3 separate regions of the Mus musculus genome follow, and all the other regions are linked to region 2. The links are chromatin contacts, called in public Hi-C maps. All regions are on one chromosome and are shown on one strand. The core of a region is the stretch at or near the end of the contact, and the rest is flanking DNA. Distances in the headings are between cores, read along the strand shown.

The links. A called contact is a pair of places that touch in the nucleus more often than the background predicts.
Region 1: a Hi-C map of the N1E-115 cell line shows a contact between it and region 2, with 2.9 times the contacts expected there. The contact joins the enhancer-like site here to the promoter of Ank in region 2. A contact is called at or near these places in 1 of 484 Hi-C or Micro-C datasets (the N1E-115 cell line) and 1 of 115 datasets of contacts at active chromatin or transcription factors (pancreatic cancer cells).
Region 3: a contact with region 2 is called in a Hi-C map of bone marrow-derived macrophages, with 4 times the contacts expected there. The contact joins the enhancer-like site here to the promoter of Ank in region 2. A contact is called at or near these places in 1 of 39 promoter capture datasets (neural stem cells) and 3 of 484 Hi-C or Micro-C datasets (CD4 T cells and bone marrow-derived macrophages).

What each region holds. Positions count from the first base shown.
Region 1 is chr15:27,786,096-27,789,920 of GRCm38.p6, forward strand. All of the region lies in intron 34 of Trio (triple functional domain (PTPRF interacting)), which reads right to left. Among named protein-coding and RNA genes, the nearest start is that of Otulinl, 110 kb to the left of the region's middle. Within about 2 kb of position 2,321, at least 148 of the 459 cell types and tissues checked have an H3K27ac peak or open chromatin away from gene starts, as enhancers often do. A contact at or near this core is called in the N1E-115 cell line, where this site is marked.
Region 2 is chr15:27,464,913-27,469,001 of GRCm38.p6, forward strand. Ank (progressive ankylosis) reads left to right here and starts at 1,765. Exons shown (of 12, transcript NM_020332.4): 1 at 1,765-2,187. The coding sequence starts at 2,092.
Region 3 is chr15:27,722,050-27,725,989 of GRCm38.p6, forward strand. No RefSeq gene overlaps it. Among named protein-coding and RNA genes, the nearest start is that of Otulinl, 42 kb to the left of the region's middle. Within about 2 kb of position 2,467, at least 119 of the 459 cell types and tissues checked have an H3K27ac peak or open chromatin away from gene starts, as enhancers often do. A contact at or near this core is called in bone marrow-derived macrophages, where this site is marked.

The DNA of each region.
Region 1 (3,825 bases), core at 1,071-3,570, 320 kb after region 2:
TATTAAAATATCATCCTGATATCATGCTGGGAAAGGCATCTGGAGTTCCTGTCCTGAGTGATGTGGGAGGGACAAACTGGACTTCCATCGTTTTTTATCCACCCTTTAACGTGAAATAGTATTTTATTTTCTTTCAGAATCTACGTCAACTTAGTGCTGACTTTGAGACTATCTCTTAAAACTTCTTAGTAATTTAACAATTATCAAAATAATAATGTGTGCAGGGAATAATAGCACAATCACCCTTCATTATGAAGTAAGAAGTCTAGTAATTTCCTGTAGTAAGAATTCTTAAAGGACTAAATATTCTAGGACTCAAAGGTCCCTCTATAGGAAGAGGCTGCTCTGCCTCAAGATCCAAGTCTTGTTCTCAGCTGCTCGCTGAACCGCCTGGGGCGCTCAGGGTTGCCAGGAGGGAGGGATGCTGCACCGGTCGGTGCTCCTGCTTTGCAGTCGAGGATGACCAAGTTCATGGAGATGAGGTAATCTCCATGGCACAGGGGCCAGGGCTCCCTAGTGGTCCAGACTCTGCATCAGACTTTGACATTACCAATTGTTTTTTTCTGCATCAGTTATTTTTAATCAAGTGAGCTCATGCCTCATCTACGTGCATCTTCCCGCCACAGGAACGCCACTGCCCAGTGTCCCGAATGGGCAGATCAAGGTCACAAGCCTTCCCAAAGTGAGGGCGTCACCTCTCAAGGAGGACCACTCTGGGACAATGTAATTAACACAAATGGGATAAAAACATCCACTGTCACATGCCAGTGACTTAAAATGTCCATGACAGCTTTGTGAACGGAAACTATGAAGAATGCTATAGAAAAACCATGCTTACAGCAGCAAATTCAACACCCACAGACAGGGTCAGGACTTACCTCCTTAAGGGCCCATAAATCAAAGATAGCTCTGCTCTTTCCCCTGACCTCCCAAGGACACCCAGAGGCAAGCAGGACCACTTTGCCCCATTCAGTACCCCCTTTACCTAGGATAAGCCTCCTTCACTGGGAGACCCTCTACCCACAACTGATCCTTCTTCAGTCAAGCTCACAGGGAATGATAAGGGTCCAGTGAGTCTCAGCAGCTCTCGTCCTGACTCCACATCTTGCTGCCTATCTTAAAGGGTGGATGTGGACAGAGTCTGGAGGCAAGTACTGGCAGATATTGAAAGACAACCAGGCCAGGATTGGAATCCTAGGTAGGAAGATAATAGCTTCTGAGAGATCATTTTGTTGGATGCTCAGTGTTGCCAGATGCCTGGGGAGACGAACAGAAAGCCAGCCAACACTGGTGTTGTGCTATAGGGAGAGAGTTATCAGCATCAGGCACATCCAATTCCCTCAACCCAAGTTTCTGTATCATTTCGCTCAAACTCAAGAGACTTTTGTAGGGACCGAGTTTCCCTTATTTTCCCCATCTTATGGGCAAAGCCAGACTGTAGCACACACACTCCTTTAATCCAGGCTGGAGCATCTATCCTCCCTACCCAACTTTATCTTACACGCAGCAGTCCTTAGGAGAATCACAGAACCCAAACACCAGGGATATGACAATGCTCCCCCCCCCACCCCCCAGCTATTATGAAAAACCCCAGAATACATTAAACTTGAAACAGACACAAAACCGGCCGAAGTCAGAGGAAGGCAAATCGTAGCCTTGTAGGTTGTTTATATGCCATTTCAGAGAAAAATAAAAGGCTATCAGCTGCAGTACGAAAACCTTTGGAACACCCCATTGCATCTAATGTCTGAGCACTGCACTGCTCTTGGTCTCGGGTCACATTTCTAGGGTTTCCCAGAACCATCCCCACCCAGCCCCTTTGCAAGGCAGTAGGCACGGAACACAATTCCTATCAGAACATGATACGAATTCTGCTTTGTTTCTGCTTCACAGCATACATCAACCATTTAAGCAGCCAGCTGGAGGGAAGCAGGCAGAGAGAGAGAGGTGCAGAATGAACATCTAAAATAGCTGTGTACCTAGGTCGAGGATCCAGTACTTGCAGGTGCCTGGCTGTCTGCCGCTGCAGTACGCTGAGCCCACAGAAGACAGTGAGTCCAGCGTGTCGACTGGCTTAATTCCGTTCGGCATGATGAGCAGGATCTAACGGTCCAGCACCCGGACTGAACCTCTCCTCAGGCGACAGAGCGAGCTTCTCACTCAGCAGCAAAGGCAGAGGCTGTACAGCCCCGACAGCGGCAGCCCGGGGCCTGGAGTAAGTGCAGCTCTCTGTTCCTCTGTTGGCTTCTGAGCACTACCTAGCAGTTAGGGCTCACATGTGGGAATAGCCAGGCACAGACTACACTCTACCACGCTGACTCTAATTGGAGCTCAAGGAAATTCTTAAGGCACCCTGGGAGCCAGATGTCTCTCTTCTCCTGCACTCTCCAGCGCTGGGTTCCCTTTCTCGGTGAAATGTGAAGTGACAGATGTCCTCCCAGCCCTGGGAGTTCTGGACAGCTTCACTGGCTTGGGCTTTGTGTACATCTGGAGGGAGGTCCTCTCAGAGACCTATAACAAACAGGGCCTCCTGATGAGACTTGATAAAAAGGGATGTAATGCGGTCTGAGAGCCAACTGGTTACATCACTGGGCTGCAATGCTACACTCCACTTATTGAAAACAGCTCCGTTCCTCCTCCCAGGAAGCAGACAGACAGGAGAAAATAAATATCCTTATATGTGATGTGCAACTGCATGTGGTGTGCAAGGCGCATACTAGGCCCTCACTCCTGTCTTCTTGGGAACCTTGGTGTCTTCCCTTGTCTATACAGTCGCACTGCCAGTTCCCTTCCGTCCTCGTCCTGTCTCTCACACACCCCTGGGATCATGTTGGACTCTTGCTCCTGATGGCAAGTGTGTGCTCTTGTGTCTTTTGCTTTGGGGTCACCTGGAATAGTTTCTATGCTCACATCTGGTGTGTAAGATCTTTTGATGTTGTTGTTTTGTTTTCCTATGGCCTTCCTGCATTTATTGTGAAATAAGCTTTAAAAATCCTCCAAGAAAGGAAACATGGAAACAGCGTAGACTTTTGCAAAAAATTACACGACGTAATCCATAGTATGCAAAGAAAACGCGTTCAGAGGCCGGTGATGGAGCACAAGCTGCCACAAACTTGGTGCCTTTTCTATGCTTTTTCACATTTGAATTTTATGGCTAGGATTGGGCATTTATAGACTCAAAATGAGCCTCACATTCTTAAAGAGCAAAAGCAAGACACGAGGTTTGTTTTCCCTGTAATGGTCCTGTGTGTGACAGATCCAGATGGCACACTTACACCAGAGCCAGGGGAGAGGTGGACTCAAACAGCACTCTTTATACAAGGAAAGGAAACTTTATTACCAAATAAATAACCCCATTTGTTGGCAAAATAAGCAGTGAAACTTACAATCTACAGAAATCAACTTAATTGACATTCTAAAGTTTCGTTTACCACCTTTATCACATGGCTTACTTTTTCTTTGTCTGAAAATACCAACTGCCAAAGACAGGCTATTAATTAAAACTAGAGAAAGAGCCAACAGGGCAGTGAATTACCTCATGCGCACTGTAAGTTCTCTGCGAGGGAGGAAGGGGCTGAAGCTTAGAAGTGAGTGTAGTAATTTTGGCTGCAGAGGTATAGGGATTTTCCCAGTAACCTATCTCTCCAAATCCCAAGCTCACATATGCCGGGAAGCAGCACTTCAGCAGGAGGAAAGGCGTACCAGGAGCAGGGGGCAGTCTCACCCCATCCTTCTGGTGTTCTGGAAGCTCAGGGGTGCAGGGGTCCATTTTTAACTGTGCCGTTTACTGTTAAGTGAGCATAAAGCATCCTGGCAGAGGTTCCA
Region 2 (4,089 bases), core at 515-3,014:
AAATTGGTTTCCTAGTTTTTAGGGGCTTCAACCAGAGTGTGTAAAACTGAAGGGGATAAAAGGCATCAAATATGGAAATATTTAATACTTGCGATGCAGTCGGAAAAATCTGCACCAGAAAGTTAATGTCTCAAGCTCTTATTTATTTACTTATTTATGTATTTAATAAAGGCAAGGTCTCCCTACAAAATCCTAGCAGGCTTGGAACTCATTATGTAGCCAAGATTGGCCTGGAACTTACAGCAATCCTCCTGCCTCTGATTACCTTCAAATATAGTATTAATATGAGCCTTACAGAGATAAAGGGAATGGGTTCATTTCTTAGGACAAAATACTTGAATGTTTTAAGTAATACACAAGTTTAACTCATTATGTTTATTTTAAAAGATGTGTCAAGGCTATACAGAGAAACCCTGTCTCGAAAAACCAAAAAAAAAAAAAAAAAAAAAAGATGCATAGGAAGATACAAGTTGAACAAACCATCTATCTCAACTGCTACAGAATGAAAAGCTAAGGCCCCTTGTTCAGAAATTCATCATTTCAAGAGGGCAAGACCAGGGTTTGAAGAAAACGATGTTTCAGCAGTTAGGAGCACCGACTGCTGCTCTTCCAGAGTCCCGGGTTCCATTCCAGCACTCATATGGTAGCTCACAATGTTCTGGAATCCAGGAGAAGCTCCAATGCCCTCTTCTGGGCTCTGTGGGTGCTGGACAAGCATGTCATGCACAGACAGACATGCAGACAAAAAAAAATATCTGCCCATAGACATAAAATAATAAAATAAATATTAATGAAAAGTATTAAGGCAAAAACAGAGAGCCAAAGCAGGCACAGGACCCTCTACGAGCTAAGCTTTTTTGTGTGACTGTACTCGTCTCTTGGAGGCCAGCCCCGCCCTGCTGTGAATGCTTCAGTCACTGGCTTGGACCCTTTTTTCATACACTATACTGGGACACCGGCTGATGCTGGCTTTGTCAAGCTTTTCAGTTTTAGGTAAAAGTCTCAGCTCAGCAACTGATTTATCATGAAATCACTGGGGACATATTATAACACAGCCGAGCAGATTTTCTTTCCTTTTTTTTTTTTTTAAGCATATTTACCGGTCGACTTTTAAATAAGTAAACGGTTGCACATTACTAGCAAAAGCTGGAGACCGGTATGGAGCATCCCAGAACCCTAGTCCAGGACGGACAGTCAGTCCCTGCCACCCGGTGTATTTTTCCCCAGGGTCTGCAGATCTCTGTCACGAGAGATGCGAGATGCTCGTTTTGGTAAACCATCCTTCTCTCCCACTAATGCAGCCGTATCCCCATCACCCTAAAGCAGCTCCCAGTCCGCCTCAAGGCCGCCCGGACGCCGAGGCCTTTCCAGCTCGGTTGTCCCCGAAGCTCTACTCCTGGTTCCCAACTCTGGAGACGGCGCTCACACGGCCTTGCCGGACGCTCCGGGGACAGCATGGGGCTGTCGGTGTCGGGTCACCCGGAGTCCCCGCCCGCTCGCCCGCCCCGCCTGACTCCCCGCTCCGCGCGCTCGGCTCAGGCGGCGCCCCGGTCCCCCGCGGGCGCGGACGGCAGTGGCCTGTGCGAGCGCAGCGCCCCCCGCGGCCGAGCCGTGCGCAGCGGAGCGGGGAGGCGGCGCCGGGCCGGCCCCCTCCCGGGTCGCCAGCGGTGTCGCGCCTCCGCCCGCCCCTGATTTCCTCCGCGCGGCGCGGCGGCGGCGGCGGAGGCGCCTCGTGCGCGCGGTTATTTATTTATTTCCGGGCCCAGAGCGCTTATAATGGAGCCGCTGTCAGCAGAAGCCTCTGCTGCCGCCGCCGCCGCCGCCGCCGCTGCCGCCGCTGCCGTCCCTGTCCCTCCTCTCTTTCTCCCCGGCAGATCTTTGTTGTGTGGGAGGGCAGCGGGGATGGACTTGAGCTCGCGGCTCTCCTGCTAGAGCAGCAGCGCTTGGAGAGGACGCCGCCGCCGCCGCGAGCAGCCGCCGCCCCAGGCCCCGCCGGCCGCGGCCTCCGTCCCCGCGCTGCGCTCCGCGCGCCTCCCAGCACAGTGCCCTCGCGGCGGCAGATGAGTGTGGGGTCAGCCCACGGCGGGGACTATGGTGAAATTCCCGGCGCTCACGCACTACTGGCCCCTGATCCGGTTCCTGGTGCCCCTCGGCATCACCAACATAGCCATCGACTTCGGGGAGCAGGTAAGCCCGGCCGCGCCCGGTGCGCCTCGCTCGCCCAGCCTCGGCCTTGGATGCCGGGCGCCGGGGGGATGCGGGAGGAGAGGAGTCACCTGCTCCGAACCCCCTTTACCCTGGACCATTTGACGTGGCTTTGCGGCTTGTCGAGGGTGACTTTTGCAGCGCCCCATCCCCTCCCTCCGCAGATATTGGAGACTTTTCCAGCGTTCTTTGGAAAATAGCAAGCGACGGGATGATGGGGAACTTCACCTATAGAAAGGGGTTTAGTGCTCGGGATGAGTATTATGTAATTTGTGATTATGTAAACCTCGGGCCCAGAACTGCATGTAGTTTCTAGTAGCATTTAGTGCTGGCTTTTTACTTGCACAGGGTTTGGTGATGGTAGTGATGGTGGGAGAATTTGCCTTACAATGTCTCCAAGTTGATTTCCCACGTACTTCCAAATTTACATCTTTGCATGTAGCCTAGGTAAGGATTAGGGGTGTCCAGGAGGTACCTTGCCTAGAGGATCACTGATTATATCTACTTTAGGATATCTGTTCTCTCTCTCTCTCTCTCTCTCTCTCTCTCTCTCTCTCTCTCTCTCTGTGTGTGTGTGTGTGTGTGTGTGTGTGTTCTCTCTCCTCTCTTCCTTCCACCCCTTTGGACGAGAGCACATTTCTGGTGCTGCCTTCTCATTCTTTTTTCACGCTATCTCCATGTGGCGTCATTACCAATCTGGTGCTGCAGGCTCTCCCGTGGCGGTGAGGCACTGGTACCCTTTTGCAGGGCTTCCTGGCAGTTGCAGTTACAGCCTAAGGTCCGGGAGAGGGTTTGGGGGTGGGAGCTGGACCTTTTCAAAAGTGTAAGATAGACCTACTTTTGCAAATGTACTATTTTTTCCTTTCAAAGCAGTGGGATAAACCCTCTTTTGTTCATTAAGGGGCTCTGGATGGAGGCGGGAGTGAGGAGTTTCTGACAGTCACTGGGTAGGCAGGTATAGCCCACCTCTGTGTAGGGAAGGATAATTCATACAGGCAGGTGAAGAGTCGATACAGGAGCACAGGAAAACGAGGTATCTGCTTCACATGCGTTGGAGATGATTAAGACATAGAAAATTATTAAAACGTCTCACCAGCTTTTAAGCCTCGGACTTGTCAAGAACAAGAAGACTAGGAATGTCACTTAAGTGTTTCTTGGGTAGGTAGGTTTTGTTTGTGATTATAAACACAAGTTTGCGTTTACACTGAGCCTGTGGCAGAACTTTGAGAGTGGAAATTTAGATTCCCCTGAAAAGTTTGGACACTGCACATGGGTGATGATCACAAAAAGAAATCACACAGCAAGTCTCAGAGCATGTGTGTTATGAGGTGCCCATTAAGAGACCTATAAGTCTATTCTAGTTCCCTAATTCTCTCCATAAACATTATGGACTTCTCTATCATTTTATAGCTGGTTGGGGAGGCGATACAATGGAGTATTCTGGCAATTACAAAACCTGTTTTTCGGCCAGGTGTGGATTTAATCCCAGCACTAGGGAAGCAGAGGCGGGTGAGTCGTGAGTTCAAGGCCAGCCTGGTCTACAGAAAGGGTTCCAGGTCAGCCAGGGCTACACAGTGTGACTCTGTCTCAAAAGCAAACAAACAAAATAAATAAACTTAACACATTTTAAGAATATCTATTTTCACTTTTCACAGAAACTGTTTTTTATTATATATATATACATATATATATACATATATATATATATATATATCCTCTCTTCCCCCATTGTTAGTGGTTGGTAGTCTAAAACATTAATCACTTACATCCGTTGATTACCAAGTACCTGGTTAAAACACCATGTTATATTTATTCATTTTGTATTTGAGGGATGAATGAGAGGTCTAGGCATGGTGAATCTCATGCCCAAGAACTACATAGATA
Region 3 (3,940 bases), core at 1,217-3,716, 260 kb after region 2:
TGCATCAGAATCAGCTCCTGGGTGGTCTTTTGTGGTTCTAGGAATGGGCACAACACCCTCTGTGGTGCTATGGATTGTAGCTTGGTTATCATCAACTTAATAGCTAATATCTACATGTAAGTGATTGCATAGCATATTTGTCTTTCTGAGTCTGGGATATATCACTCGGCATGATATATTTTCTAGTTCCATCCATTTGCCTGCAAATTTCATGATGTAATTTTTTAAAAAAAAAGCTGAGTGATATTCCATTGTGTAAATGTATCACATAGCCATCACCGCTTGGGTGATCAGGAGCCTGAGACTAGATAACTGATACTGGTCTGAGAGAGGAAGGAGAGGGAGAGGGAGAGGGAGAGGGAGAGGGAGAGGGAGAGGGAGAGGGAGAGGGAGAGGGAGAGGGAGAGGGAGAGGGAGAGGGAGAGGGAGAGGGAGAGGGAGAGGGAGAGAGAAGTATAGTGGTAAATGACTCCTAATGACATCTTTCTATACTCATAGCTCAGTGCCTTATTCAGCCATCATCAGAGGAAACTTCCTCCTGCAGCAGATGGGAACAGACACAGAGATCCACAGCCAGACATTATCACTGAGTGGGAGATCTTGGAACACTCAGCCCTAAGTGGGATGTCTCCAGGCAATCCCTCCCCCACCCCCACAGAGCCCAGAGAACCCCATTGGAAGAGGATGAGAAAGCAGTTAAGAACCAGAGGGGATGACCTTTACATCATTGGTGACCCTTACATCCAGAGAACAAGGCTTTCCGAATCAACAGGAGGTAGCCCAGATAAACTCACAGAGACTGAAGCAGCACACGCAGGGCCTGCTCGGGTCTGCACTAGGTCTTCTCTGTGTATATTATGGCTTCCAGTTTAGTGTTTTTTACGGGACTCCTGAGTATGTGAATGAGTGGGTCTCTGATTCTTGTGCCTTCTCTTGGGGCTCTTTTCCTTCTGCTGGTTTTTCTTGTACAACTTTGATGTGTTAGTTTTGTTTTATCTTACTGTATTTTATTTTGCTATATTTTTTGAATGAACAAATGAATGAATGAATGAATGAATGAACGAATGAATAAAAACCTAGCCACTAGGGTAAAAGTTAACAATTGAACTGTAACTTATGCTTGCTGGGAGAGAGAAATCAGTTTTCCTCAATAGAGTGACAGAGAGTATATCAAGTATACCAGGAGAGGAAGGCCTCATGTTCAGGAGTAGTTGAGTAATAGACTCCACAAGTTTTTCTTTTAGGTGTGTGTGTATGTGTGAGTGTGTGTGTGTGTGCATGCAAGTGTGTGTGAGCGAGTATGTGTGCGTGTGCTTTTATTTGGTCACAATTTGATGAGATGAGTTTTGTTTTTGTCTTTGTTTTTGTTTGGGGTGTGTTTTTTTATTCCTTAGCTTGGGGCGGGCGGGGGGGGGTCGTACTGAACTTTTAAGGAAAACTTAAAGATGGGTTGGTAGGGAGGGGAGAGGATCGGGGGAAGGAAAAGAATGTGATTATAATATGTTTAAACTTAAAAATTGTTTTAAATAATAAAAAGAAAATGCTAACATAAAAGAGATAATTAAAACTTGCACGGCGGTGCCCATCCATACCTGCCTTTTTGTGTGGGGGAATCCAAACTTTGGTCCTCACACTTCCACACAGGGACTTTATCCGCTGAGCCATCTCCTTCCTCTCAAGAGGGCTGTTTTGAAGATAGACCTAGAACGTGGAGAGCTGGGGACACAGAGGACAGACAGTGTTGCTGAGGTTTCTGGCTGAAGATGACAGTGAGGGGTTGACATGTGGGTGGAGGAGAGCTGTGAAGTGCACATAGAGTTAATTAGTTATCCAGAAGTCAGGGAACCATGCTGGGGACAGAGCTAGGAGCTGTCAGCGTGGAGCTGGTGTGACAGGCTGGGCGTGGCCTCTTAGGAGTGATTAGCGTCCTAATCTTTAGAACCAATGAACTCTACCGGTTCTGCCTAGGAGGAAGTGATTAAGGATCTTGAGATGGAGGGAATTTCTGGATTATCCAGATGATCCTAAAGGGGATGACCCAAAAAGGGAGGCAGGGGCAGATTCGACTAGATGCAGGCAATGAGAAAATGGGACAAAGAAAGACGTGGAAGTGCTGGCCCTGAGGTTGGAAGGGATCACACATCAAGTCTGCATCAAGAATGCAGAAGGAGCAGAATTCTCCCATTGGACCTCAGAAGACTGACGGGGGAGGGGTGTTCTCAGGCACCTCTCCTCCTGCCTCCAATCCTGACCCTGGATACTGGCCCCTGTGAAAGCACGGATTTTGTGATAGCTTGTATCACTGTCGCACAGAATGGGATACAGTAACTGAGGTGGCTCAAGGGAAACTTGTGGGAAGAGGAGGTGCCTCAGAGAAACCAGGTCAGGCCACAGTTCAGGCAAGTGAGGGTGGGGTCTGCTCACCGCTCCTTTATGCCTCCTGTTTGTCTGCTCAGCCATAAAAACTGAAACAGGAAATCGAGGTCCTCTGACTTCCTGTCTTCTTTGGTGAGCTCTGGCGAAAATCCATTGTGTAGGAGGGTCTTGTACTACAAGATGGTTTCCGTGTTTGAAAAAAACAAAAACCAAAAAACCCCTAGATGCTTTGTATCTTTTCTCTCTTGGTGTAAACAATGAAAAGTCAGGATGGAAATGGGCCCCGTGCATCCTAAGCAGTTCCCCAGCTATCAGCCCAGTGTGTCTCCCGCCCTGCTTCCTACCAGGCATTCTGACACAGTCGTTGCTATTTGAGCTCCTTAACAGGAATAAGTGGAGTCATAAAGAACCGGTGGGTAGACCCCACCGGAGGAAGAGGCTCTCAGCTTTCAATAGCAGTGCAAAGTGTGTTTCCTCTAATGCTGGTGCTGACATCAGCTTGCTATACTCTGTTCTTTTCCTTGAACATTCACAAGAGCCTTTGAATGCCAAACCTGTATCTTGCACTAGGAGGTAGATGAGAGGAGCTTGACAGACCTGAACAGAAGCCCTGAGCTGAGCTGCCAGCAGAGGAGCGACAGACAGAGCAAAAGATAACACTGTAACGCTCCTGAATGGTGAAGAAGAAATGGTATCAGGAGAGATAGCTGAGGAAGCAAATCCTGTCAGATCCAGTCTCCCAAGAGTCCCGCCCTCTATAGCAAACCACAGACCCAATGGTGTGATGCCTGCTTCCTCTCTGGAGGTTCTGCTTCTCTTCAAGGCCCAGCTCAACTGTTGTCTCAGACCTCTGTGAGACAGTCCTTTGTACTGTCTGTTTTAGCAATCATTTAAGTCCGTTGTCTTCTTCTCCCTCCTTCCAGATCCTTTTCAAGATCAGAGGCAACGAGTCCCCATGCATGTGTCCTCACTGTGTACTGTGTGCAGTAATCATGGTGCTCACTGGCCTGTCTAGTCTCTCATTTCCTGTCTGTCATCATTATGCTCTGGGTATTATGAGCAAGTGTTAATGGCTAAGTAGGATTTCTATATGAAATAAGTCTCCAGAAGTTACCAGATAGCAGATGATTGCAGAGCTTAACTTCTGACACTCACCACTGTAGTGCCTACTGTGAAAAGAAAACCAAGCAGGTCACGTGTCTTAGGAAGTAGATGTCATATAACCCTAAAGCTATGAAGCTTCAAGAGCGAGTCTGATCCTAGACTTCAGCGTCTGGGAGGACAGAGTTCACATTCTCTTTCCTTCTCCTGTTGACTCCAACAAACAGCCCTGGGCTTTGTCTGTGAAGAGTGCAGGAAATCTCTGCAAAGTGAGGAGAAGATGCAGAGTACCCAGAGACCTCAGGTCTTCGAGATTTCTTTTTGTGGCATCTGCCCATACTTGGAGCTGAAGTAGCCAGCAGCCTGGAAGTGACAACTGGTGGAGACCAAAGGACCCCACAAAGCCTGCGCCTGCACTAAGGATGAGGCCCAACTGCTAAGGAGTTTTCAGGCAACGGCTGAG